Linked DNA regions of Mus musculus: region 2 is linked to region 1. Evidence: chromatin contacts called from public Hi-C data. All regions are on one chromosome and are shown on one strand. The core of a region is the stretch at or near the end of the contact, and the rest is flanking DNA. Distances in the headings are between cores, read along the strand shown. Region 1 overlaps L3mbtl4 (L3MBTL4 histone methyl-lysine binding protein). Region 2 overlaps Tmem200c (transmembrane protein 200C).

Region 1 (6,240 bases), core at 992-3,491:
CATACAACTTTTGTGGCTGACACAGCACGGCTAACAGTTGTTCCATTTTCTCCCTCTGGCTCCACATTTGTCCTGAGAAGCTTCAGTGTCCTGGGTTTCTCATGAGCCATTCTCTCACTGGGGTCTTCAGCCCCCTGGTGAGCTCATTGTCACCTCTCACACACAACACACAGCTTCTCCCTGGAGGTTTACTTTCACCTCAGGAACCACACATTACTGGATAAAGACCATGAAGCCTTGCATGTTGGTGGCATGGCAAATCCATGGGCTCAGGCAGGCAGACATTGCCTGGTCTAAGTTTTCCTTCTAGATCCATCATCAAGAGGGCGGATACTTCTTGATCCTCAGAAAGTAGCTCTTAGTTCTGAGACTTCTTCCATGGTTTCTACAAGAAGCCATTAATTTGTTTATGACTATGGTTCCCCAGACCTTTCCTGCATATACACTGTGTTACTCAGAGCATTTTGTGGCCATCCTGTAATGGAAATGGTCTTGTTGCCCACTAGCTATCTCCTCCCTGAGCTTTGGCTCATCGTTCACTCTATGCTCTGTCTTCCAGTTTAACAGCTCTTCTGGCCCTTCTGAATCTGTTCTATGTTTAAGAACAGATGTCTCCTGAATTCCACACATCCAGCTTTTTGAAATTTCAGATCTCTTGTTTTTATTTCTTGAATTTGTAAATCTCTTTGACCCCAAACTTAGTTCCATGGTCTATAATTACTCATACTGTTGGCAGAAATCACCTGCAGAAATGACCCCAGGATTCCAGGGCAAAACACACATTGAGCCTCCTTGGTTAATTCCCTCTTGAAGACATCAGCTGCCCTTGGCCTTGGGTTTTACTTGTGTCAGCAACACCTTGACCCACCCTTCTTATGTTCCTCTCCTCTCCCACGATCTCATATCCAAGCTGACTCTGCACAGCTCCTGGAGGCAGTCTGTCTGTCTTCCCTTTGTGCATCCCACAGGATGTAGTGAAGTCTTCACTTCCCTAGGTACTTCACCAGAGATCTCACGTGGCTGGTCACCTCTTATCCCTCTGAAGCATGGTGAAAATTTCCTTTTTCTTTTTCCCTGTGTCTGCTAGCTTGCCTGCTGGGACTTGGAAGTCCTGCCTATTCCTTCCACCCAGCAATTAGCCCATGACTTCTTTACTGATAGATCAAGTGCCAATTGGGGAACAGGATCTTAGCATCAGAACCACCTCTACATATGTGTGAGTGCCTGTGTGCGCTCCTGTGTATGTACATTTAGTATGTGTGTGAGAGTACATATGTGTGCTCTTGCTTATGTGCATGTAGTATATGCATGTGTGTCTGTGTGTGTACATGTACACCTCTGTGTACTCTTGCATATGTACATGTGAAGGTTCCCCTGGTGTGTGTGTCTGTGTGTGCTCCTTCTTATGTGCACCTGGAGGATCTACTGGTATATGTGTGTGTACCTGTGTGTGTGTGTGTTCTTGCTTATGTGTGTGTGGAGGTTAGAATGTGGCATTGGGTCCTAGAGGATATCATTGGGTGTCTTCCTCAATTACTGTCCACAGGTTATTTAAGACAAAAACTTTCACAGAACCTGAAGTTCTATTCAATTAGACTGGCTGTCCAGCAAGCCCTGGGAATCTGCTTGTTAACTCTGTCCCAGCTCTGGGGTTCCAGACATGTGGTACTTTGCTAATGGAGATATCTCTAGAGCCCTAATTTTGAAGCTATTTTGTTTGTTTTGCTAAGGATTCTCTCTCTCTCTCTCTCTCTCTCTCTCTCTCTCTCTCTCTCTCTCGGAAGTTGTAAAGTCCTTGGAGACTGGCTGAGTTTCATCATCTCCCTGATTCTCTTTCTTCCTCCCTCCTTCTCTTCCTCCCTCCCTCCCCTCTCTCTCTTCTTTGCTCCTTTTTCTTTCAGGTGCTACTTACCAAGCCTCTCTGGCTCCCCTTCAGTCACTTCATGGGGACAGCTCTGTGACATACCTCTTTGACCTTTCACCTTTAGCTGGAAACACAATGGCCTAATTCTGTGGGATAATCTTTCGAGGCTTTTGGTGGTGTCTGATACAGGCTTCATTCACCTTGTTAAGTGTGAGGATTTCCTATACTTCCTTTAGCTCTGAGCCCCTTCTTCTCAACCTCTTAGTGTTGGTGTCTCCCGGTGCTCTGAACCTGCTTCATTCACACTGTTACACTGTTCATGAGAAACCCATCTGCCTAGACTCCCGCTGGCTGGTCAGATGTCACGTCTGGCTGAAGTCTCTTTTCTGGCTGGTCTGTTCATTAAGGATGCTCTGGTCCTCATCTCTGATCTGTGCCTGACATGAGTCTTTCCTTCCTCACTCTGCTAGCACCTTCTTGCTGACTCCTGCACACTCCTGCGTGCTCTCTCCCCTCACCAGTTCCCTCTCCTAAATTTATACCTGGCCACATGTGGGTTTTCTTCATGTTGAGAACAGAACTTGTTCCTCTTTACTTGCTGTCTTTATTTTGTAAACCAGGCAGAAACACACCATGTCCCTTCCTATTTTACCTTCCATTCTTCCCTCTCTGCCCTCCACACTACTGTCTCCCTCTTCTTCTCATGCTGTCACTCGGAAACGTTGTTATAATATAACATGATTCTAGAAATCAATATTCTTTGTTGTTAGTAAAGTTCCAGTCTTCTCTGGGATAATGGGTTACATTCATTGAGGACTCCCATTGAGCAGGGCACCTTCTGGCTCACCCCTGTTTGTTCACACTCCTGTTTTTCAGTCTTCACCCTTGAATGAATGAAGCACGAATAGAGCAGAGTGGATAGCCTCTATCAGACAGAATTCGACATCTTTACTGGGTGCTAACTATACTTTTAAAATCTAATTTTACAAAATATCTCCATTTGTGAAATGGAACCTGAAAATGTAGGGGTGTGTGTGTGTGTGTGTGTGTGTGTGTGGTGTTTAAAATAAAGTCTGCGTATGTATTTAGTTCTGTAAAAGTCTGCGTTCATAGTTACTTCTGTAGGTGTAGAATGATGTTCTTGTTAAAGTTCCCAAAACTACTTGAGATTCTGAGAACTTTCCCATCTAAAATGGTTCCATGTGATGTCAAGCTTTTGCATTTTGAACATTCTGCCCAACAATTTGATAGTTCCTCTAAATACCACCAGACTCTTAATATAGGTCCTTCTTGGGCACCATATTAAATATCGTAAGCCACATGGTGACCATGTCTTGCTCTCTTAACAGTCATACATAGTGCTGAGAACTACCCGATCTTCAAGATACCTGGAAGAAATCAGCATTTCAGTTCATCCTTGTGTTTGGCCACAGCCTTTGCCCCTTTGCCTGTTTTTAGATGTTTGTTCTGTATGTATTTTCTAAGTCCCAGTCTTGAGATGAATGTACTGATGGCTAGCAGTTTTCCCCAAAGGAAAGAATTGATATTGTTCTATTCACTGTATTCAATTGTTTCATTGATATTTAAATCAAATGGAGCAGGTTTAAAAATAGAGTGCTTTTCTATAGTGTGACATCTCCAGGCTGATCAGTTGCAAAGGACCTAAACCTCAGAGAGATCCCCAACTAACGTCCATTTCTCATAATCCCCACAGCTTTTGGTTTTTGTGCAAACTCAAGGAGGTGCCCTGATCTCATGGCTCAGTTACTTTTCTATACCTAGAATTCCCTTCTTTGAAATTGTAAGAGTCAAAGTCACACGGCTGCTTTGAAATAGCTGATGTGAAGGTTAGACCCACCCAGCCACCCACCCAGGGCTGCACTTTTGTTCCTAGAAGAGGCTCAAAGCTCCTGCAACAGTGTCTTATCTATACCACTAGCTGGAAGCTGAGTGTCAAGCTCTTCAGAAGAAGGAAAATTCAGCAAAAAAACCAACCAACCAACCAAAAAAAATCCACCATTTAGAATCAAGGGTAGATACTCTGCCCTGTAGCTGTAGGAAATGTATATTAGCAATACCCCTCATACCCTTGCCCTCCACCTGCCTCAGTTAAGTCAACTTGTGCAACAGATGTGGATTTATTGTTTTAGGCACCAGAGCAAAAGGTGCTTGGAATCCATTTCAGGAATGGTGAATTCATCACAGAAGTTATTCAAAATATTCTCTGGATGCAGGCCGTGGTATGTGCTATCAGGATTCCTTTCCTTTGTGAGCTCAGATAGCACAGAGCCAGCTGGCCATTACTTGTTCTGAAACGTGTTCTTCGTTTGTTCATCTGTTTCTGAGTCTCTAGTTCATTCATTAGGTAGGATACATAGTTAAATGTTGGTTGTATATACAAACTTCTGTGGAAATGAGGCTTCTGTACCTGAGATTTTAGCAGGATGAATCCTCAGAAGGCCATTCAGAGTTGTATTAACGTATTGAATTATACTTTAGCTGACTCCCAAGTTCCATGTTGTCTATTAAGGAACGCCTCTTGGTATATTCTTGGTGGCAACTTGAGATTGGGAGTTCAGAATGTATCTCTGGGAAGTGGTTGAAATAACAGAGAGAGCCTCTAGTATAAAAGCTTAAGACGATGCAATCAGTTGGCCACCTTAACTGAGGCTTGGGAGCCAGCACTGATATGTTACATAAGTCACCATCCACTACTTGTCTGAGCAGGAGTTGGCAAAGATGACATCACTTTGAGAGAGCAGAAATCAGAGCCATCCAGCAACTGTGAAGGCTGGGCTCGTCTTTTTTATCTCCCAGATATATCTTATAGTCCCTAAATAGAATAATGACATCCTCTTTAAGGGCACCCATGTGGCTCTTATCTGTTCTGTATGTTTGTCTGTGTGTCATAGACCTTTGGATATCTAATAAATGATATTGGTGATTTTTTTTTTTTTACTGAAACACTTATAGTCATCTAAATATCTTGGTGGATTCCTGGAGTCCCTGAAGACATCAAGGCTGCTGTGGTCATGTTACCATCAGAAACAACTGTAAAAAGCGTAGTCTGAACAAGAGTAGAAAAAGTCATTTTTGTGCATGAGGATTTTCTCTGTGTGTATTGGGTATAGGGTTTTTTGTTTTTGTTTTTGGTTTTTGTTTTTGATTTTTTTTTGAGTTCTTCATTTTCTTTGTGATTAAAACAGGAGAAAAATCAGACAAAAAAAATTAGGGGAATCTGTCTGTACCTGTAAGGCTAAATACAAACCAAGATTTGACTCAAAGCAAAATAATACATAGGCTTTTTAGATTCTAACTAATATATAATAATATTAGAAAAGTGAGATTTAAAAATTCTCCTAAGTCCTGGGCGGGGAAGGTGAATTCTGGCACTCTTGATCGAGCACCTCTGTAAGTGTAGGTAAAAAAACATGAAACTTGCTGAAGAAGAGGCAGGAAGCTGAGATGAACACATCCCAGTCTTTTGGTATCTTGCAGCAAGCACACTTTATCAATACTGATTCATTCTGTGGCTTTCAGAAGAACACTGAAATAGGTACAAGAAGGGTTAGAACTGGAGAATAGCCACAATAGTGTGTGTGTGTGGGGGCTATTCAGGGTCTTTGACAGCTTCAGTAGGTAAAATGCACACTCTATAAAAAGAACAAATTGTCACAATAGGAAAAATCTGGGCCTCTCAGGCCTGGAGCCTCAATGTCAGGTAATACCTTGTTGCTGGCCAGTTCCTTGGCCAGCTACCAGTTGTCAGGCAATGCCCTCTCACCTCCTGATAAAAGAGCAGATCTGGCCCATCCTCTGGTTCCCATCCCTGCTCTGTGCACGTCAAGGTTCTCATACCTTCTGCCCAAACCACTGCAACATTTAAGAATTCTAACATAAATAGTAAAGTGCACAGGTCAAAGTTTAAGCTGGGAGCCAAAGCTTTGTGTTGACAGGCTACATAAATGGATCAGAACTCTCAGCCTCTCTGTTCATAGGTCGTATACTGGCTGGTTTTGTGTGTCAACCTGACACAAGCTGGAATTATCACAGAAAAAAAGGAGCCTCCCTTAAGAAAAGGCCTCCATGAGATCCAGCTGTAAGGCATTTTCTCAATTAGTGATCAAGGCCAGGAGGGCCCATTGTGGGGGGCGCCATCCCTGCCCTGGTGGTCCTGAGTTCTATAAGAAAGCAAGCTGAGCAAGTCAAGGGAAACATTTAGTAAACAGCAACCCTCCATGGCTTCTGCATCAGTTTCTGCCTCCAGGTTCCTACCCTATGTGAGTTCCTGTCCTGACTTCCTTTGGTGATAAACAGCAATGAGGAAATGTACGCTGAATAAATCCTTTCCTCCCCAACTTGCTTCTTGGTTATGA
Region 2 (6,663 bases), core at 2,080-4,579, 410 kb after region 1:
AAACTAGGGAATAATTAGAAGCTATTAAACTAATTTTAAACATCTTCTGTAAACCTTGTTAAAATCTATTCCAACTTTTCTTATATTCTGCTGGATGTAAAGCTGGCTTGCAGAAGAGGAATGCAGAAAGGTGCCTCTTTCATGACATCCAGCTCCCGGGGGGCATCTCTCTTCAGAGAGCCACCCTGGCTGCTGAAGCTGGCTTTGTTTCTAAAATGCCTAGACCTTAAAGTCTCTTGAAGCCAATCTAGACTTCAAGACTATTAAAGACCTGGAGCCTACAGTTCAACTAAAGCAGCAAATTTTATGTTGCGACATACAATAAGTATAAACATGTGGGGCGAGTATATTTGGTGTTTATACTTACTCTCCTGTGTATTTGTACGTACTCTCCTGTATCTCCAAATATACTTCTCCGGTATATTTGGTGTTTATACTTACTGGTAGAGGACCTTTTAAAAACCAGATTTTAAAGGTTTGCAGATGTGGTCTCACTGTTGACACCTCCCTAAAACATTTAGGATTTCTTTACTGAATTCCAACCAAGTTCCAAAGAGATATTGTTCTTTGCAAACAATAAAAAACCTGACTGCCATTTGCTTGCCCATGTGGAGAAAAGATCATAACCAGATTGATATACCAGAAGGAATCAAGGGTCATAGCTCCTCACTTAAGCACCAATTAAAAGCGAAATTCTACCCAAATAACTTACATTTTCAAATCTATTCTACTACATGGACTGCCTTGCAAAGTGTGTGTGTGTGTGTGTGTGTGTGTGTGTGTCCAAAGGCCTGTGATGGTCATCTTTAAGAGCAACATAATGCCCTTAATTTTTAGCATCTCTGTTATAGAAGGGAACATAGAGAATGCACTCTGAAGACCCAGCAGGACTGGACTTTTAACATTTGATAGATAACCACATATGGGCATCAGTTCTTATTCCTGCTTAAACTGTATAGTCAACAACCCAAAGAGCTCCCCAGAGCTAAGCCATGGTTGCTGCCTCCTCTCTCTCACCCCACCCCTCACCCCCACCCCTAAAATGACCTCCTGAGAAAGGATGGAGAAAACAGCTTTTCTTTGTGGAAATGCCTTCCTATAAATCATCATTATGAGGACTGCTTTACCTAGGTAATTGCCTATTCATTTGAATACTTGGGTTCTGTAGAATACTGTTGGTATATTAATCAAGGGTCAGAAAGCTACTGTGGTCGAATTTTCTAATATTGTCATTTTCCCACACAAGAGAAAGGTCTTTCTTGGGGAGAGTCCAGAGGACTTCTCATATCCCCTGATGAAATCTAGCACAAGATACCTTTAAAGGGAGTTCCTCCAGGGGAGGAGAGAAAGCCAGAGGAAGAGCTGGGTTACATAACAATTACCTAAAAGGAAATATTCCATACCAAGAAGCTGTCCAGATGTTGCAAAGTTGAGATGAGAGGATCGGGAGAAGCCCCTGCGTGCCTAGTGGTCCAGGATTTGAGTAGCCGCGAGGCAACTTTGTGGAAAGATCTGTTGCTGGTATTGAAGTAATATCTCTTAGATTTTCTGGGCGATGAACAGTGTCAGTCATCTGAAGTCAGCCACCCTGTCCGTGCGTGTGTGGCGTTTCGCTCTCATCCTGGGAACTAAATTCCTTTCTTTTTATACAGTAGTAACTTTCAAGAACTGTTTGGTGACTTTGGGCCCCACTTGGGCAAATGTCCTGGCTCAGAGGCCTGGTACACCAGAGGCCCCTGCTTTGGGAAACTTTTCCATTGCAGTGAGAGGCAGGGGTAGGGTATGGGGAAAGGCTCTGACCAAGAAAGTCCTCAAACATTACTTTTGAGTCTCCACATCCACAGGATTTACAAGTATGTCAGGGCTCCCACTGGCTGCCAGCCAGGAAGCTTTCAGATAGAGGGTCTTGGAACATGTGGGGGATGGGATGGGGAGAGAGGAAAGTTTTTCTCAAACTGGTTCAAACCACCGTTTCTTTCCATCGCACAAACTGGTCTTTGATTTGTGTACACAGCTTTGGGGTGGGGGTGGAGACACACCTGGAGTTCCATCCAGGGGCAGGGGCAATCCTGGCACGTGGGCGGTTTCCGGCAGCCAAGCCCAGCACCCTCTGACTGTGTTCCTCTACTTTGCGCAGGAGGAGGTGACCAAGCAGCTAGTGGGCAGCTGGCGCTCCCCCCACACAAGCTTCAGCCGCAGCAGCCCTACGGGCTAGCCTTGCATTCCACCAGTTCACCATGATCGCCACCGGTGGCCTACTGAGAATATCTGCGAGAAAGCAGGATCCTCTCCGGCCCCCCAGCCAGGTCCCTAAGCGCAAGAGGAAAGCCAAGAAGAGGCGTAAAAACGACGTGGTGGTGGTGAAAGGCAAACTGAAGCTGTGCTCCATCTCGGGGCTCATTGCCCTTTGTGGGATCCTAGTGCTATTGGTGGGCATAGCCATGGCCGTGGTGGGCTACTGGCCAAAAGCCAACGCCGCCAACAGAGGTGGGAGCAAGCAGTTACTGCCTGTGGGCAGTAGCCATCGCATTGGGGCCATCAGCAACAGCAGCAATGGCAACAAAAACCCAGCCAAGAGCCACTCTGGGACCCCAGGGGGTGCCAACTCCAGTTCTGTGGGCGGGCCCTGGAGTCCGCCTCCTGCAAGATCTGCAGCCACCTCCTCTTCCTCTTCCTCTTCCTCTTCCTCTTCCTCCTCCACGTCGGTGGGCTTCTTCTTCCGAATCTTCTCAGGCTACTTGCACTCAGACAAGCTAAAGGTCTTCGGGCCCCTCATCATGGGTATAGGCATCTTCCTCTTCATTTGCGCCAACGCGGTGCTCCATGAGAACAGGGACAAAAAAACTAAGATCATCAACCTGCGGGACCTCTATTCCACTGTCATCGACGTGCACAGTCTCCGCGCCAAAGATCTGGCAGCAGCTGCTGCTGCGGCCGCCGCGGCTGCGGCTTCCTCCTCCGCGGCTGCCCCCGGCTCCGCGTCCCACGGGGCAGCGCCGCTCAATGGCTTTCTCAGCTACGTGCAATCTCGAGGCCTGGAGCTGAAGCCAGGCAGCTGCGCGGGCTCTGCGGACGCCTTTGGGGCTGCTGCAATGCTGGCCAGGGGTTCATGGCCCCACCCCACTGGGCTGGACGGAGGCAGCGGTGAGACTCAGGAGGCAGGGTCCCCGCCGGACCTGGCTTCATCTCCGCGCTGTCCACGGGAGCCCCCAAGTCTGACAGAGGCCGTGTACAGCATCTACCGCGAGCGCTCCAGTAGGGCTGGCCATCGCCGGACCACAGTTGCCGCGGTGGCTGCGGCCACTGCCACTGTCACCGCGGCTGCCAGCGGCGGCAGCAGCCCGGCGCCCTGCAGCCCAACCGGGAGTTGGGGGCGCCAGAGCACCACCAGCTCCCTCGTGGGCTCCTCGCTGAGCGCCTTCGCCCTGTTGCCCTTGCAAGGGGATCGGGACAGAGACGGGGACTCGGAGGGCGCAAGCTGCAGCTGGCATAGACCTCCCGGGGAACGCGGCTCCCGGGATCTCCCCAGGGGAGAACTGGACCTGAGCCTGACCGACCTCCGGGGAGCCGAGGGAGGAGCGCGCTGGGCTTCCTGCGAGCCCGGGGAGCCCGAGGGCGCGAAGACAGCACGCACCGCCAGGGGGCAGGGCGGCCGCTTGCCCAGGACCCGCAGGTACGCGGCCTGGCGGCGCCGCAGCACCAGTGGGCTCCCGGACTATCGGGCTCCACCGTCGCCCGAGCCCCCACCCTCCTCGAGCGCAGAGAACCTGGACTCAGGCCCCTCTGCTACAGCCGCCACGCCCTCGCTCCCTCTGCGCCCCGAGGAGGACTCGCCCCGCGTCCGGCGGGATTCCCACAGTTCTCAGTCGGATGACCAGTCCAGCAGCAATAAGGGCTACACCCCCCTGAGGGAGGCTGACACCTCTGTAGAGTCGGTCGTGGATGTGGTGGCCAAGAAAAGGCTAGACTGTGAGGATGTTACAGATCCCAGTACTGAGCACAGCTCCCCCGAGGGTCCCAGTCCAGGGCCAACTAGGGCGGAGCCTCTGTCTGTGCAGAGGCAGTTTACAAACAAGGAGAAACTCTTCCTCATTTCCAGGTCTCACACCCCAGGAGTAGAAGACCCCGAATTGAAAAAGTCTTCCAACTAGGGAGGGCGGGACAGGGAAAGGAGACACGCTGGTAGAGTCCCACTGGACTCTGCATTAAAAGCCCCACCCACCCACCCTACCCCGATTCCCCTGTGGACAGGTCCGAGGAAACCATTCAATATCCAAAGAGCTGCAGAATATTATCCTTGAATTACGTTCACAAGCTTCCTGTAGATAACTCAAGCAATTTTTTTTAAAGAAACAAAGTCGTCTTTTTACGTCCGATGGTGATTGTACGTTCGATGAAAACCAAATGTATTAAAAGATCACAATCTAGTTCATTAGATGAAACTCTCTTAATTTTCTTAGGATCAAAATAATATATTTTTGACAGTAACTCTGTACTTTACTCCTATTTTTCTTTGTCCAGCCCCGCCCAGCTTCCCTCGCTCCTGGACTCTGCTGCTGACTTCATCCGTAGCTGCTTGTAAAGGAATAACAAGCTTTTTATTTCTGCCCTCTTGCAGAGTCTAGAAGAGTTTGTGTCAATTCTCTTAGAATTGAACTTTCTAGGTGGAGTCAAAGCCCCAAAGCATGAGTATTCGGGAACGAGGGCCCCCTTGCCTCACCCCACGCTTATCTACAGCTGTCCAAAGGATTCTATTTTTTAAAAGGGATATTTGAATTTTGCTACCAGGGTATGTGAAGACCAGAGGGCGCCAGCAACTACACTGGATTGTGACATTCTTAAACTCACAAGACCAAGTACACCATGCATTACTGAGTATTATCACACTTGTATGGAAAATAACATTAATATTTAAAGTCTTTTTTTAATAAAAAGTTCCCAAACAGTTAAACATAATATCGCCTCATTTTGCTTGAGCTCTCGTGGTTCTAGAGCACAGGAAGCCCCTAACAATTTCTCTCCTAAATCCAAAATATAATATTTGCCTGTTCAGACTGTAGTCACCTTCTCCCAGAGTGACAGAGGGTCGTCTGTGAAGGTGTGAGTGAGCCAGCCAACCCATTTCCAGTATGTTTTTAACTTGAAGACAGAGGCAAGCATGTGACCCCTGTGTATTTCTTTGAATAAGTAGTATATTTTTTTCTATAATACTTGTAGTTAACCTGAAGTTTAAATTACAGGGATGCCAGGCTTAAAAACTCCCTTCCCACCCATGAATGTTTCTCTATTTGATTTTGATTTGGGGTCCATGTTCCTGCATCTCTGGCTGACATAAGCCACACAGTCATGCTATAATAATTCTGAAATAGTTCACAATCTGTCAGCTAGCCAGTTTTCAAGGCCAGAAAACAAAACAATTTACAGTACTGCTCCTTCTTCTTTGGAGTGTGACCTGCGACTTCATGGCCTAAGACATAACCACTGCTTTTAAAGAAAACCTGGTGACAGATGTGCTCGTATGGCTCCTCGCGCCATGCTGCAGAAGGTACATGGATTTGGGATAGAAGGATCTCATGGCATTTGCTAGCTGTGGAACTCTTAAGGGCAGACAAACAGACCTCTGCCCTCAGATCTGTAAGATGAGGTTAACAAGAGCCACAAAGCTCTAAAGGAAGCTACTACACAGCTGAGAGGGAGAGCAGAAGCCAGGCTTAGAGCACAGTCTCTAGTGGAATTTCTGAAGAGATACAATTTATCCCAGGGGCTATTGTCATTATGTCTACCCTTGTGATGTATCTTCTGCCCGCTGCAGCAGAAGGCCAGGCCCCACCCAGGGGCTTCTGCAATCTGGGGTGGTTATTCATTATCTGCAGAAACACAGACAAATCTCTTAATCCTTTTGGGCCTCTGGTGAACGATGTAATCTTTGTGATCCCCTTCAGCTCTAAGAGCTTAACTTAAATTCAGGGTATTGGGTTTATGCTGGATACAATCTTATATTTGTACACACAACTTAGCAAAAGATATGCTCCATAAACTTCCATATAACTTTCTGTAATGAAATTTAAATGGACCTAATGTTTCCTCAAACTATACACACTAAGCTAATAACTTGAGTCTCTGGATTAATTTATTGAGCTTTTCTATAAAGCAAAAGTGAGTTTCTAACAGATGAGAGAGACAAACAAGTACAACACCCCTCCCCCATCATTGTATCTTCATTCATTCTACTGTTAGAGAGTATGTTATTTAAAAGTTAACCAAAAAAAAAAAAAAAAAAAAAAAAAAAAAAAGGCCTGGATATTTTTCAGTGCTGTTTCCAGTCCCCAGAACATATAACAAATTATAAAGTTATTCTCTCTTAGCTTAACTAAGGAGGGATGGGCAGAATAAAAAATTCCCCTGCAAACCAGAAAATTCAGCCTAAATGACTGACTGACTGCAGTTACTCATACTGATGGGTTAATTATTTGGATCATTTTACATAAACACTAATTGCCCATGTTAATTTCATATAGAGGCCTCCTGAAGTTAAATCCTTAAGCAACCTAACCTAGCTCAATATCAAGTGCTACTCTGTATGTCCTGTGGTGATTCACAGCCTTAACAACTATAGAGAACAAATCTGCAATAGCCATGCTAATTTTTTCTTACTATTTACTG

Evidence for each region. Hi-C and Micro-C count contacts between places; a contact is called where the count stands out from the background.
Region 2: a contact with region 1 is called in a Hi-C map of cerebellum, with 2.0 times the contacts expected there. The contact joins two enhancer-like sites. A contact is called at or near these places in 6 of 484 Hi-C or Micro-C datasets (cerebellar granule neurons, cerebellum, cerebral cortex and 1 more) and 7 of 115 datasets of contacts at active chromatin or transcription factors (SST interneurons, astrocytes, embryonic forebrain and 4 more).

What each region holds. Positions count from the first base shown.
Region 1 is chr17:68,431,555-68,437,794 of GRCm38.p6, forward strand. All of the region lies in intron 5 of L3mbtl4 (L3MBTL4 histone methyl-lysine binding protein), which reads left to right. Among named protein-coding and RNA genes, the nearest start is that of L3mbtl4, 160 kb to the left of the region's middle. Within about 2 kb of position 2,242, at least 1 of the 459 cell types and tissues checked has an H3K27ac peak or open chromatin away from gene starts, as enhancers often do. A contact at or near this core is called in cerebellum, where this site is marked.
Region 2 is chr17:68,838,187-68,844,849 of GRCm38.p6, forward strand. Tmem200c (transmembrane protein 200C) reads left to right here. Exons shown (of 2, transcript NM_001206661.1): 2 at 2,138-4,952. The coding sequence starts at 2,238. The coding sequence ends at 4,151. Among named protein-coding and RNA genes, the nearest start is that of Tmem200c, 4.4 kb to the left of the region's middle. Within about 2 kb of position 3,330, at least 84 of the 459 cell types and tissues checked have an H3K27ac peak or open chromatin away from gene starts, as enhancers often do. A contact at or near this core is called in cerebellum, where this site is marked.